2 separate regions of the Neogale vison genome follow, and region 2 is linked to region 1. The links are chromatin contacts, called in public Hi-C maps. All regions are on one chromosome and are shown on one strand. Each heading gives the region's core, a stretch centred on a gene start, on an enhancer-like site or on the middle of the called end of the contact. The rest is flanking DNA. Distances are from core to core; before and after follow the strand shown. Region 1 overlaps TTC7A (tetratricopeptide repeat protein 7A). Region 2 holds the start of CALM2 (calmodulin-2).

Region 1 (5,446 bases), core at 754-3,253:
GCTCTGATAGACAGGGAACATTGCTCTATTTGGCAGGAAAGCTCAGTAGGAACGTCTTGTTGGCCATCTGGTCTCCTAGTGCTGTTGTTTTATTCTGAGTTCTCTCTCTCATCCCTCCCAAGTCTTGCCTGAGGACTGCATTCCCTGGTGGGAAAGTAGAGTGGAGTGGAACAGGAGGGAGAAGGGATTTCTGGAGGCTCGCTGTGTGGGGCATGTCCCCCAGCGGTGGCCTCACCAGGGTTCAGGCCCCTGCCTACCCACGTCATTCTTGGGCTGGTGCAGCCCCCAGCCCAGGCTCAGAGACCTTCAAGAAGGTGAAGGCAGGCTCCCTTGGCTCTGGTTCAAGACTTTGGGAAAGCCTTGGGCTTAAGTGTGGGCTCCTGAAGTCCTCAGCATCCCTGATGAGGATGTGGAAGGGAAGCCACCCATCATAGACTCTGATCAGAATGATCGTTAAGCACTTTTGATGTAGGAAAACATTAGGGTTTGAAGCCAGCGGCCAGAAAGAATTCTTGAGATGTCTTTGGTGCAAAAAGGTGATTTTATGAAAGCACGGGGACAGGACCCGTGGGCAGAAAGAGCTGCACTGGGGTCATGAGGAATGGCCCATTATATACTTACAAGTTGAAAGGAGGTTAGGGATAGTGTAAGTCTCTAAGGAATTTTGGAAGCAAGGTTTCCAGGACCTTGAGCTATTGTTGGGGAAAGGTCATTTTTTTACCATCTAATGATGGATATCAGTGGGCCTTATGCTTGGGGGATGATTGCCAACACATATCTTAGGTTTAGAGATAAAGGAAGTTTCCAGAGGAATTTTTATATGTTAAAGTAGGCTTACAGTATCCTGGAGGGGAGGGGTCTGACTAGGATTGCCTTTTGCCCTTAGCAAAGTGACAACATTGAGGCAGCTGAGTCCCTAGAGGAAGTTCACTCTGTTTCAAGGACTTGTCAATGGGCTGTAGGTGGTAAGGAAATTCAATAAATTTTCTTCTGCCTTTGTTTCCCACATCATTTTTGGCTTAATTTAGCTCCAAAATCAATGGTCTGAAAGACTCCCTGATGGGAGGGTACAGCAGGCTCCAGCCTTCCCCTTGTCCAGTGGGTTAGGAGCCCCCTCCCCTCAGCTTCACCTCCCATCCAGAGAAGGGAGCTTCTGCAATGGTGCCCCCCTCACTCTTTCTCACAGGGTGTTCAGCTGGAGCACCCACAGTCCGGGCTCCTGACGGAGGCCTGAGGGCCCACCTATGCCCTAGAGTGGGCAGAGCCTCCAGAGGCCCAGAGCCTGAAACCAGCCCAAAATGTGGGAGGGGAAAAGGCAGAGCCCCCTGGGAGGTGATGTGCTTTCTCCTCAAGCTAGTGTTCACCTTTGAGTCTGTCCATGGCTCTCTGAAGACATACAACCCCACCACCACCACCAAGAGGCCCACTGGTGTTCAACATCTCACCTGGGGGTGTGGGGGTAGGCAGGAGCCTGAAGGGAGGAATGGGTTCTGCCACACGATCACGGCTGCCTCTGCTACCCCCACCTAGTTGGGCTCTAAGTGAGTCTGTTGGCCTCTTCGGATGAAAGCCTAGGGGAGCTTGTCAACCAGATGTTGGGTGGGGTCTAGAAGAATTTGTGCCCCTTTTCCCAAAAGGGAGGTGGGACCAGCCTGGGGCCTTGGAGCTGCCCCAGCTCCAGGAGGGATGTGGTGCTCTGTGGGCTCTGTTCTCAGCCCGGAGAGACACCTCATTCGAGTCTGGTTGGACGGGTTGAGGCTGACACCTGGGAGAACCTGGCATCCGGAGAGGGCCTGAGCGCCTCAGCTCCGGCTGGAATGTGGGCCTCCTCCGCAGGGTGTGTCAGCCTCAGGGTGGGTGAGGGGAGCAACCTCAGAGGTGGCCCCACCCCAGGCTCCTCCCTGCAGCCCAGGGTCCCCAAGTGGAGGGCTCCTGGGACCAGGAGGCTCCAGCAATGATTCCCTGCTTCCCAGCTGGAAAGGCTGTTACAGAATCCCAGGAATGTGCCTTGAGCTCAGAAAGAAAATTCCCAAAATAACTTCTATAAATACTTGAGGGAAGGGACTGGGAGGGAGCTCTCAGCCTGGCCTGCAGCTGGCCTAGTGCTGGGGGCTGCTTCCCAGGGTATGGCCCCCCCATCCCCAACCCAGAAGAATAAAAAGACACATACAGCCGAGACCTTCCTGCTACCCCTCCCCTCTTGGCCAACAATGTCAGGCACTGAATTAATGAGGTGAGATGGTGTGTAGTAGCAATACTGAGAAAGGAAGGAGCGACCTGTCTTCTCCTTCATCCCCATCCCAGGCTACAGTCTTTGTACCACCAACCCCCCCCCAAGAGAACCTTATCTTCCAACAGGGAGGGCCCCTCGGGCTGCCTGTCCCTGTGGCCCTAAGCAGGTCAGCAAACACGCACACCTCTAAGTGCCTCTGGTATACCTGGCTCAGAACCCAGGACCCTCCCACCTGCACTCTATTGAGCTGCTGTCTTGTGGGGAATAGCCAAGCAGGCAGGAGCCACGGACCCTCCCCGTCTCAGCCCAAGATGGCTTGCACAAGAGAGCCCACCAGTAATGAATCACAACTTCAAGGCGATGGCGTGGCCAGGAGGTGCTATCCTGGGAGGCTTGCTGGAGGAGGAGGGTCCTGGGTAGTTGAGATGAGGCCAGATGTTCCCTCCTCCCTGAGCTCCAGGAAGGGAGGGTAGGAGGAATGAATGAAGTTGGGAATTTCCGGGGCCTTTCCCCATAGCCCTGCCCTCCCTGAATGTCTGTAACCTTGGTCCCCTCTCAAAGGTGTGTTGCTCAACAGCCATGAGCAACTCGCACGTTGCTTTCCGACTGCTGCGGCCGCCTGGCTGTGGCGTCTCCTAGGTGAGGGTCAGAGGCTGAGTCACCTACTGGCAGGTCTGGTTTCTCTTGGCTCAGGGTGCCCCCTGGCCAGAGTGGGGAAGAGTCATCGGGGACGTTTGGGTGGAACGGTGTTCCCGCCATCTCCCTGGAGACCTGTTCTCTGGGTGGCTAGGGTGGGGGTGCAGGGCAGGGGGTGGTGATGGCAGGCCCTTGGCACAGCGCCAGGCTGGGGGCAGAGCAGGTGAGACCTCACGTCGTCCTGAGGCTGGCCCCGCCCAGTTGTCAGGCAGCAAACAGCTCCGAGTTGCTACCAAACACGAACAGGAACAGGCGGGTGTCTCAGGCAGGTGGCAGCAGATCCTGTTACAGGCCCTGGGCTTCGGGGCCCCAGCCTGACCCCAGCCCGGTGTCTCCTTTCAGGCTCTGAGGTCAGCACCCCAGGGTATGGGGGATGTGATCCAACCCCACCTCAGTCCCGAGTCTTCGTCCACAGGGAGCCTTGCCCTCTAGAGAAATCATCTTCTACTCCTCACTCTGACAGGACTCTCTGCTCATCCTGGGGACGCTTCCCGTTGCTGTCAGCACACTGTGGGCCCTGCTTACATGATTGCAGATTCATCCTTGCAGACTCTTAACAATTCCCTACCAGGAAGTACCATTCTGTCCTCTGGTTCACAGATGAGGAAACCACAGCTCAGAGAAAACAGGCCAGTGGCCCATGGTCGCTGCACTTGTCAGTGGCAGAGCTGGGATTCCAGCCCAGCCTAGCTAGGTCTTCTGGCTGTGGAGTCCTGGCTCTTTTCTCTACAAGAAACATGCAGAGAAGCCTGCTGCAGACCTTGAGTAAAACCAGCAGAGCAAGACACACACACACACACACACACACCCGTTTAGCCTGCGGCCACATCTGGCCCCTTACCAAACACCCACACACTGCTAGAGATCAGGGGTTTTTGAACTCCTTTTTAGCGGTAGAGCCCTCTTTTCAAACAAAATCTCCCGTGGAAGCTTGATCTAGAAAACTGAGTGTGTAAACCCCACAGTGGCCCCGCCCCCACACCGTGAGGCCCCGCTGGCCTTCGCATCTGTCCTCTCTTGCTCCTTCATGGGCAGGACTCCCAGGGCGCAAACCTTCCATTTTTGGTGCTTAATTTTGGTGTCTGGCGGCCCGTCGTCTCGCCCGCCTTCCCTCCTCCCTGTGGGCCCTGTTCCATCGGTTGCTGCTCAGGGTCCAGCTCCCAGGCCATGCCGGCAGCACAGCTTGGCCCAGGGCCCTGCTGGCCAGACTGGGCGCTGCCCTCCACTCCCGGGCGGCCCTGAGTCAGCACGGCTCCTGGCCGGCCCCGCCCTGCCTTAGCTCCCCTGCCCTCCACCCCATCCATGGGGCTCCCTGGGGACAGCTTCTTCCTGTCCTGAAGAGGCGAGATGAAGACCGCTCCCCCTTCCTTCCCTGTCCCCACCCCCCAGGACCACGGCCAGCACCTTGGGAGAGGGAGAGGCTTTGCCTAGGGCTGCCTGAGTGCCATCTTTTACTCTTGCCTCGCTGGTTCTGTTCCAAGCCTCAGAGGACTTTAGGAAATCGGGCATGTGCATCTTTCCCGGTGGGTCTCCATAGCAACAGAGGGCCTAACTCTGAGGAGTGTGGTGAGGAGGAAAATGTTCCAGCTAAAAATGTACATGGCCATCAGTGGGCGGGCGCCCGAGGGGGGGCTCCAGGAACATAGAAGGCAGCTCCTCTCCCCCAGCCCAGCCCCCGCCTGTCCAGGAAGTCAGTGTTAGGTTTTACCTCACATCTTTGAATGAGTGGAGCCTCCCCCCAACACCCCCGTGCTGCCATCCCATGCTGCATTTAAGGGCTAGGACACAGATCAGTGGGATGGAGCAAAGCAGCCCTTCTGGGACTGGAGGCCAAAGGGGGGTCCTGGTCCCCCACCCCTTACTCACTACCCTATGCTCCCACCTCCCTGCACCCTTCCCCAGTATGAGTGAAAGAGGACATAGAAGGGACACCATCCCAGTTTCACTTCCCAAACTTCTGTGACAATTCCTGTCACTTCCTCTCTCTGCCAGCAGGGTTGTTAAAGACAAACAGCAGCACCAAGCTTCCTAGCCACCCCTGATTCGTCTACCAGAGCCTGTCCTATCCAGCAAACACCCTCCTGTGACCCTCACCTGCCAGGCCGGGCTGGGATGGGCCGTAGGTCCCAGGACCCAGATGTCCCACCAAGACCACTGCTGATGCAGGCCAAAGAGCTGTGCCCCCCTCCCCCCAACACACACCCATAAGCTTAAGGTTCTGCCTTCAGGTTGTAGAGTCTGAAGCCTGCCACACACATTCCTTCACACCCCTGGGGGGAAGGGTGGCTCCACAGGGCAGCAGCAAAGCCTCGGGGTGAGAGACCCACTGACTGAGAGCTCACACATGCCAGACCGTGTTCTTCGAGTGCTTTCCATAACTGACTCGTGCGAACTTGACAACCCTAGGATGGGCACTGCAGTCTTTCCCACTTAGAGCTGAGGAAATGGAAGACCAGAGAGGGAACTTGCCAGCATCCCCAGTTATAATGGGCAGGCACACAGTTGGGTCAGCTGACT
Region 2 (5,446 bases), core at 1,112-3,611, 78 kb after region 1:
TCAGGACAAATTACTTCACAGAAATTAAGACCTTTACTAAAGGCCTACTCTGATCATTGTACCTAAATCTAGAACTTTCTATGTATTTTTAATAGGGCCACAGTGAAGTTCCTCAGTGTAACACAAACTGATCTACTTGCAATTTGATACAATAATGATGACTTTGACAAGCACAAAACTTTCTACTTCTTCGTATCTCTTACTTATCACCTGGGCCCCAAATCTTAAAGCGATCCTTGGCTCTTTCAATGCACACGTACTTGTAACACTTACATGTAAACCCAAGAGCTATCTGAACAATCTTGTTCTGCTTCCACACAAACTCATTCTTTAACTTACAGAGACTTCATTTTAAATCTCCAAGTCTTATAATTATGAAGTTACCTTATGACAACTTCCAACTTAATTTTACTTAACAATGACTAGCGACTGAAAAAACTAAATGAAAACCCCCAAAGCACCAATAATGTAAACAGTAATTACAGAAGCTTATCACTGGCAAAGGACCATGAAAAGTGTCGATACAAACTGTATGCAACATATGAAAATCTATTTAGTTCCCGGTTCAAGTATCAGACTGATTAGGTAAAAAATTTACCATTCATTTAAAAATATTTTTTAAAAATTTACTGCACAATTCAGAACCTTGATTACATATACATAATGTATACCTTGTTTCACTTAAAAAGTAAATTCAACTAGTATGTTCAAAATCAGATAAAAAATCAAAATAGAACGAGTGCATCAAACTTGAGTGAACACTAGTTTTATCCAAGGTGAACTCCTCTCCCCACACCCATACAGGCTGGAGGTTTCAGTTGGCAAGGATTCTCAACTCCTCTGTTTAAGATGTCACCTTGCCTTCTGGACACACCCATCGCTGTAACCACTTGGCAGACGGAAACAAAAAGTAGGTACTGCAAATTACCGCCGTCATTAGGGTAAAAAAAACAGGAATTCCGGTCTCAAGTGACAGGAAAATGCTTTTTAAGATTCCCTGCTCCTTCTGCCCCCGGTATACTCTTCTATCACCACAGTACTTGACAGCCATTACTATTTAAGAGAATTGAACTGCACGTTACCATCGTCTGGCGTTTTCTGGACGGAAATACGACTCATTTTCAAGGGAATTGGAGCAGGGGCAATGCTGTGATTATAGTTCTTAAACATTAGGAGTGCACGTGAGTACTTAAGAATAGGATATAGACACTGGCCTTTTCAACTGTTACGGCAGGATAAAAGCGACTTTCACAATAGAATGTCAGTCACCCCAAAGCTTGCTTTTGGCAGGGGACTAGAAAAAGCATTTCAGACCCAAGCTGGAGCGGACGACTTTCTCTAGTCAGATGCGCACTTTGAGCGTGCGCCAGACTCGGGTATAAAGCTCGTTTCCTTCAATGACAAAGCCACATTTTTTCTCATGTCCAGGCTGGGTAGTGGAAGGCCCCAGGGCCCCAAATGGAGTGGGAAAGATCAGGGTCCATCGAGCTTCCTTCTCGCCACCGGAGGGGGATGGGAAACTGCCGTAGCCGCCCTCCCCCACCCATCCCCAACTCGCAGGCCCCGCACACTGCCGCGGGCAGCCGAGACCTCCGCAGCCCTGCAGGTGCCAGCACAGCAGCTGGGGCGCGAGGCAAGCCGAGCGGGCGGCGGCCCCGCCCCGCCCCCCGGCCGCTCCCCGCGCCTCGCGGGCTCGGCCCACACAGCGCGCCGCGCCCGCTCGCGCGCCCCCCGCCCCCGGCACGCGGGGGATGCGGGCTAACGGCGCGCTGGCGCTAGCCCGGGGCCTCGCGCTCCCTTCCCGCCCCCTCGGCGCATGGCGGCCGAAAGCGCACAAAGGCGCTTCCTGGCGCCAGCACAAACCGTCCGTTGGGCTTTTGAATCAGGCCCCGGCACCGACCTTTCGAGATGCCCGACCAGCAGCTTTTGCCCTCCCGCTCTCCCCCGCCCTTCACTTTCTTGTCTCCACCATGTGCTGGGCTGCCCCCCCTCACCCCGATTCATCACCCTCACCCAGCCAAGCCCCTGAGGAGCTTCAGCTCCTCGAAGGCAATGATCCCGGCCCCCGTAACGCTAGGGGACTCCTCTCCGAGAATGGGGATAGGAGAGCACCTGCGACGCAACCGCCGCAGTGCCCCGGTCTCTTTCGCGCCATCCCTCTGACGAAGACCACTCCTGAGGGATGTAGGGGAGCAGCGTCCCCTTTCTTTAACAAATCTGCTTCAGCCTCGTACCCCCTCCGGCCAAGCGCCGGCGGCTTAGCGACACACTCACCATGCTGCAAGCGCTACCGGTCTCCAAGAAGCGACCACACAACCACACAGCTCGCTCGACCCACTCGGACTAATTCTCCTCCTCCGCCCCCAGCGCCTCATAAACACCTCCCTCCGCCAGATCCTTCCGCCGCATGCCAGATAACGGAACATCGCAAACGAGTTCCGGCAAACCCCTTCCTCTCTAACTCTTCTCGGGACTCCTTTATCCACTGTTATTTACTCGACGAAGCAAGAGATAAAGGAAAGCGGCCGAACGAATGACGTAAGTGGGTTTCACTCCCCAGCGAGCCAGTTTAAAGGCCGAGGGAGTCGCGCCTGAGGGGCGCTACTTTGCGGCGCGGAGGAGCATCATAGTGGCGACTCGATCGCCGATGGTCGTTGAACAGGCCTCTGATTGGCTGGTTCGTACCTGCAATGCGTCACTCGGGCTCGCAGCAGCCGCTGCCGCCGGGACGCGGTGCGGCTTCTGCCGTTGCTGCTCTGGCCGCGCTGTCCTGGCAACTGCGCCAGGCGGCAGAGTCGCTTCCCTTGCGTTTGGCCGCAGAATCTTCCTCCTCCATCCCTCCTTCCTTCCCGCACTCCTACACACACTTTCCCGCCCCTTGTGCAGGGGTAGGCGAGAACACCTTGGGCAAGTAAAGATTGACGCTGAAAGACCGCAGGAAACCTGTATCCCGCGCTCAGCCTCTCGGCCTTGTGGAGGCCACATATTTTTCATTTTACTCCCTCACAAAACCAATAAAGATCTAGGTAAGGATAAATGCAGGTGCTTAGCTGAGAGACAAATCCGAAAGCGTCTTCTGTTCATACTTGCCATTCTCCTTTCTTACCTGGGGTACTTTCCCAGAAAAGTCACTCAGAAACCACAGTATCCGAGATTCAGTGGGATTAGTCACTCCCGTTAGCGTTTTGATAGTGTGAGAAAACAGGGTCCTGGTTTGGAGCTATGGACAAGTGTTGGTTGGTGCACTTTCTTAGGTGTGTGACCTTGGATGAGTCATTTCATCGTTAGCCTCATTTATAAAATGGAGGTAATAATACTTCTCTGAAAAGGTTATTGTAACGATGCGAATAACATAAAGAGTTAATGTAAAATGTTGAAGTATCTGGCACATGGTAAGGGCCCAGCAAGTGGTCACTGTAATATGCCTACCCCTCAGAACAAATTTGCCCTTGTGGGTCTCTTAACCTCTCAGATTTAAGAGGATATTTAAAAAAACATGTTGAGGAGTTAGCTCCTTGGAACTAGAACCTTCGCTGCACTGTTGGTGGGAATGTAAAATGATGTGGAAAACAGTATGGCCGTTCCTTTAAAAATTAAAAGAGAATTACCGTATGATCCAATAATTCCACTTCTAGGTCTGTGCCCAGAAGAACTGAAAGCAAGATCTTGGAGAAATATTGGTATGCCCGCCTTCAAGGCAACATGATTCGCTATAGCTAAAACTTGGAAGCAACCCAAATGTCTATCAGTAAATAAATGGTTGAGCAAAATGTGGCCTATACGTGCATTGGAATATTATTCAGACTCAAAAAGGAAATGCTGCAACATGGATGAACCTTGACATTATGTGGTAAGTGAAATAAGCTAGTCACAAACAGATACTATATGATTCCATTTATATAAGGTACTTAGAGTAGTCAAAATCAGAGACAGACAGTAGTTTGCCAGGGCCTGGGGCAGGGGGAATGGGGAGTTACTGTTTAGTGAGTATGGAGTTTCAGTTCTACAAATGAAAAGAGTATGAGATGGTGGCGATGTTTGCACAACATTGTGAATGTATTTAATATCACTGAACTGTTCACTTCAAAATGATTACGATGGTCAATTTTATGTGTATTTTGTCACACACACACATTTTTAAAAATTGGCTCCTTGGTCCTACCCCAAATAAGCAAGAGTAGGCATAACCTGGAATATTTAATAAGCACATTGTAAATGCGTCCTGTATGAATTTGATTTGACTACAGCGTAATTTTTACCATAGAGGGGGTTTATAAGGCACAGAGGTTCCCAAAAGGATTTCTAAAGAAGGTAACTGCTAAACTGAGTCTGATATGATAAATAGCCTAGGAGACAAGCAACAGGCAAGGAGGAAGAGAGAAGCAAGTTCCAGATGAAAGAACAGAACAGAGGCCTTAACATTTCCCAGTAAAAAACATAGGCATGTGGACCCTTGAAACCTAAGTGAGCAGCATTTTTAGCAGGCCAAAGTGAAATCTTGCCTACTGAGAAAGTTGCCCAGCAAGACCAAGACGTCCTGTAACTGCTATCTGCACATACTTGGCAAGCTTCAGTGGAATGTAACCTCTTTTAGCCTATTTAGACATTTCTTCATACCATGGAAAGTATTTCCTAGGCCAGGGAGGGATCCTCTTTCTTTCAGTCATGCAAATCAGACATAAAGTGCTCTTTTAGTTAGTGTTGGCAGCACTGTGACCTCCCTTTCAGATGAATGACTCTTTAATGAAAACTCAGGACCCCTGTGGCTTCTATTGTCCTTGCTAATATAGTGATGTAAAGAGGTGGGGTCAGAGAAGTTAACTAGCTTTATCCCACAAATGAAATACCGTAGAGAATGTTACTTAAAAGTGGGTACCTCCGGGGCACCTGGGTGGCTCAGTGGGTTAAGCCACATGCCTTAGGCTCGGCTCAGGTCATTATCTCAGGGTTCTGGGATCGAGTCCCACATCGGGCTCTCTGCTCAGCAGGGAGCCTGCTTCCTCCTCTCTCTCTCTCTGCCTGCCTCTATGCCTACTTGTGATCTCTCTCTGTCAAATAAATAAACAAAATCTTTAAAAAAAAAAAAAAGTGGGTACTTCTGCTTCAGAATCTGAGCTGGAGTCAAGAGCCCTAAGGCCTCATTTCCACTACCCTGTGTTTGGGTAGCTCCCAACTCTTTCCAAGGTATTCCTCAGAAATTTGTCTTTGATTCCTCCTCAGATGGAAAAGCCATCAACAATCTTTTCTCTGAGTCCCGAAAACTATTCTCTCTTCACACAGAACCCATAAGTATGCATGATTTTACATGTGAAGTTTTTTTTTTTTTTTTAAAGATTTTATTTATTTATTTGACAGAGAGAGATTACAAGTAGGCAGAGAGGCAGGCAGAGAGAGAGAGGAGGAAGCAGGCTCCCCGCTGAGCAGAGAGCCCGATGCGGGACTCGAT

The links. A called contact is a pair of places that touch in the nucleus more often than the background predicts.
Region 2: a contact with region 1 is called in a Hi-C map of fibroblasts, with 5 times the contacts expected there. The contact joins the promoter of CALM2 here to the enhancer-like site in region 1. A contact is called at or near these places in 2 of 3 Hi-C or Micro-C datasets (fibroblasts and muscle).

What each region holds. Positions count from the first base shown.
Region 1 is chr8:56,519,033-56,524,478 of ASM_NN_V1, forward strand. The region is part of intron 18 of TTC7A (tetratricopeptide repeat protein 7A); the gene reads left to right. Among named protein-coding and RNA genes, the nearest start is that of STPG4, 57 kb to the right of the region's middle. Within about 2 kb of position 2,004, the one cell type or tissue checked has open chromatin away from gene starts, as enhancers often do. A contact at or near this core is called in fibroblasts, where this site is marked.
Region 2 is chr8:56,597,105-56,602,550 of ASM_NN_V1, forward strand. It overlaps CALM2 (calmodulin-2), which reads right to left and starts at 2,362. Exons shown (of 6, transcript XM_044263655.1): 1 at 2,275-2,362. The coding sequence starts at 2,277.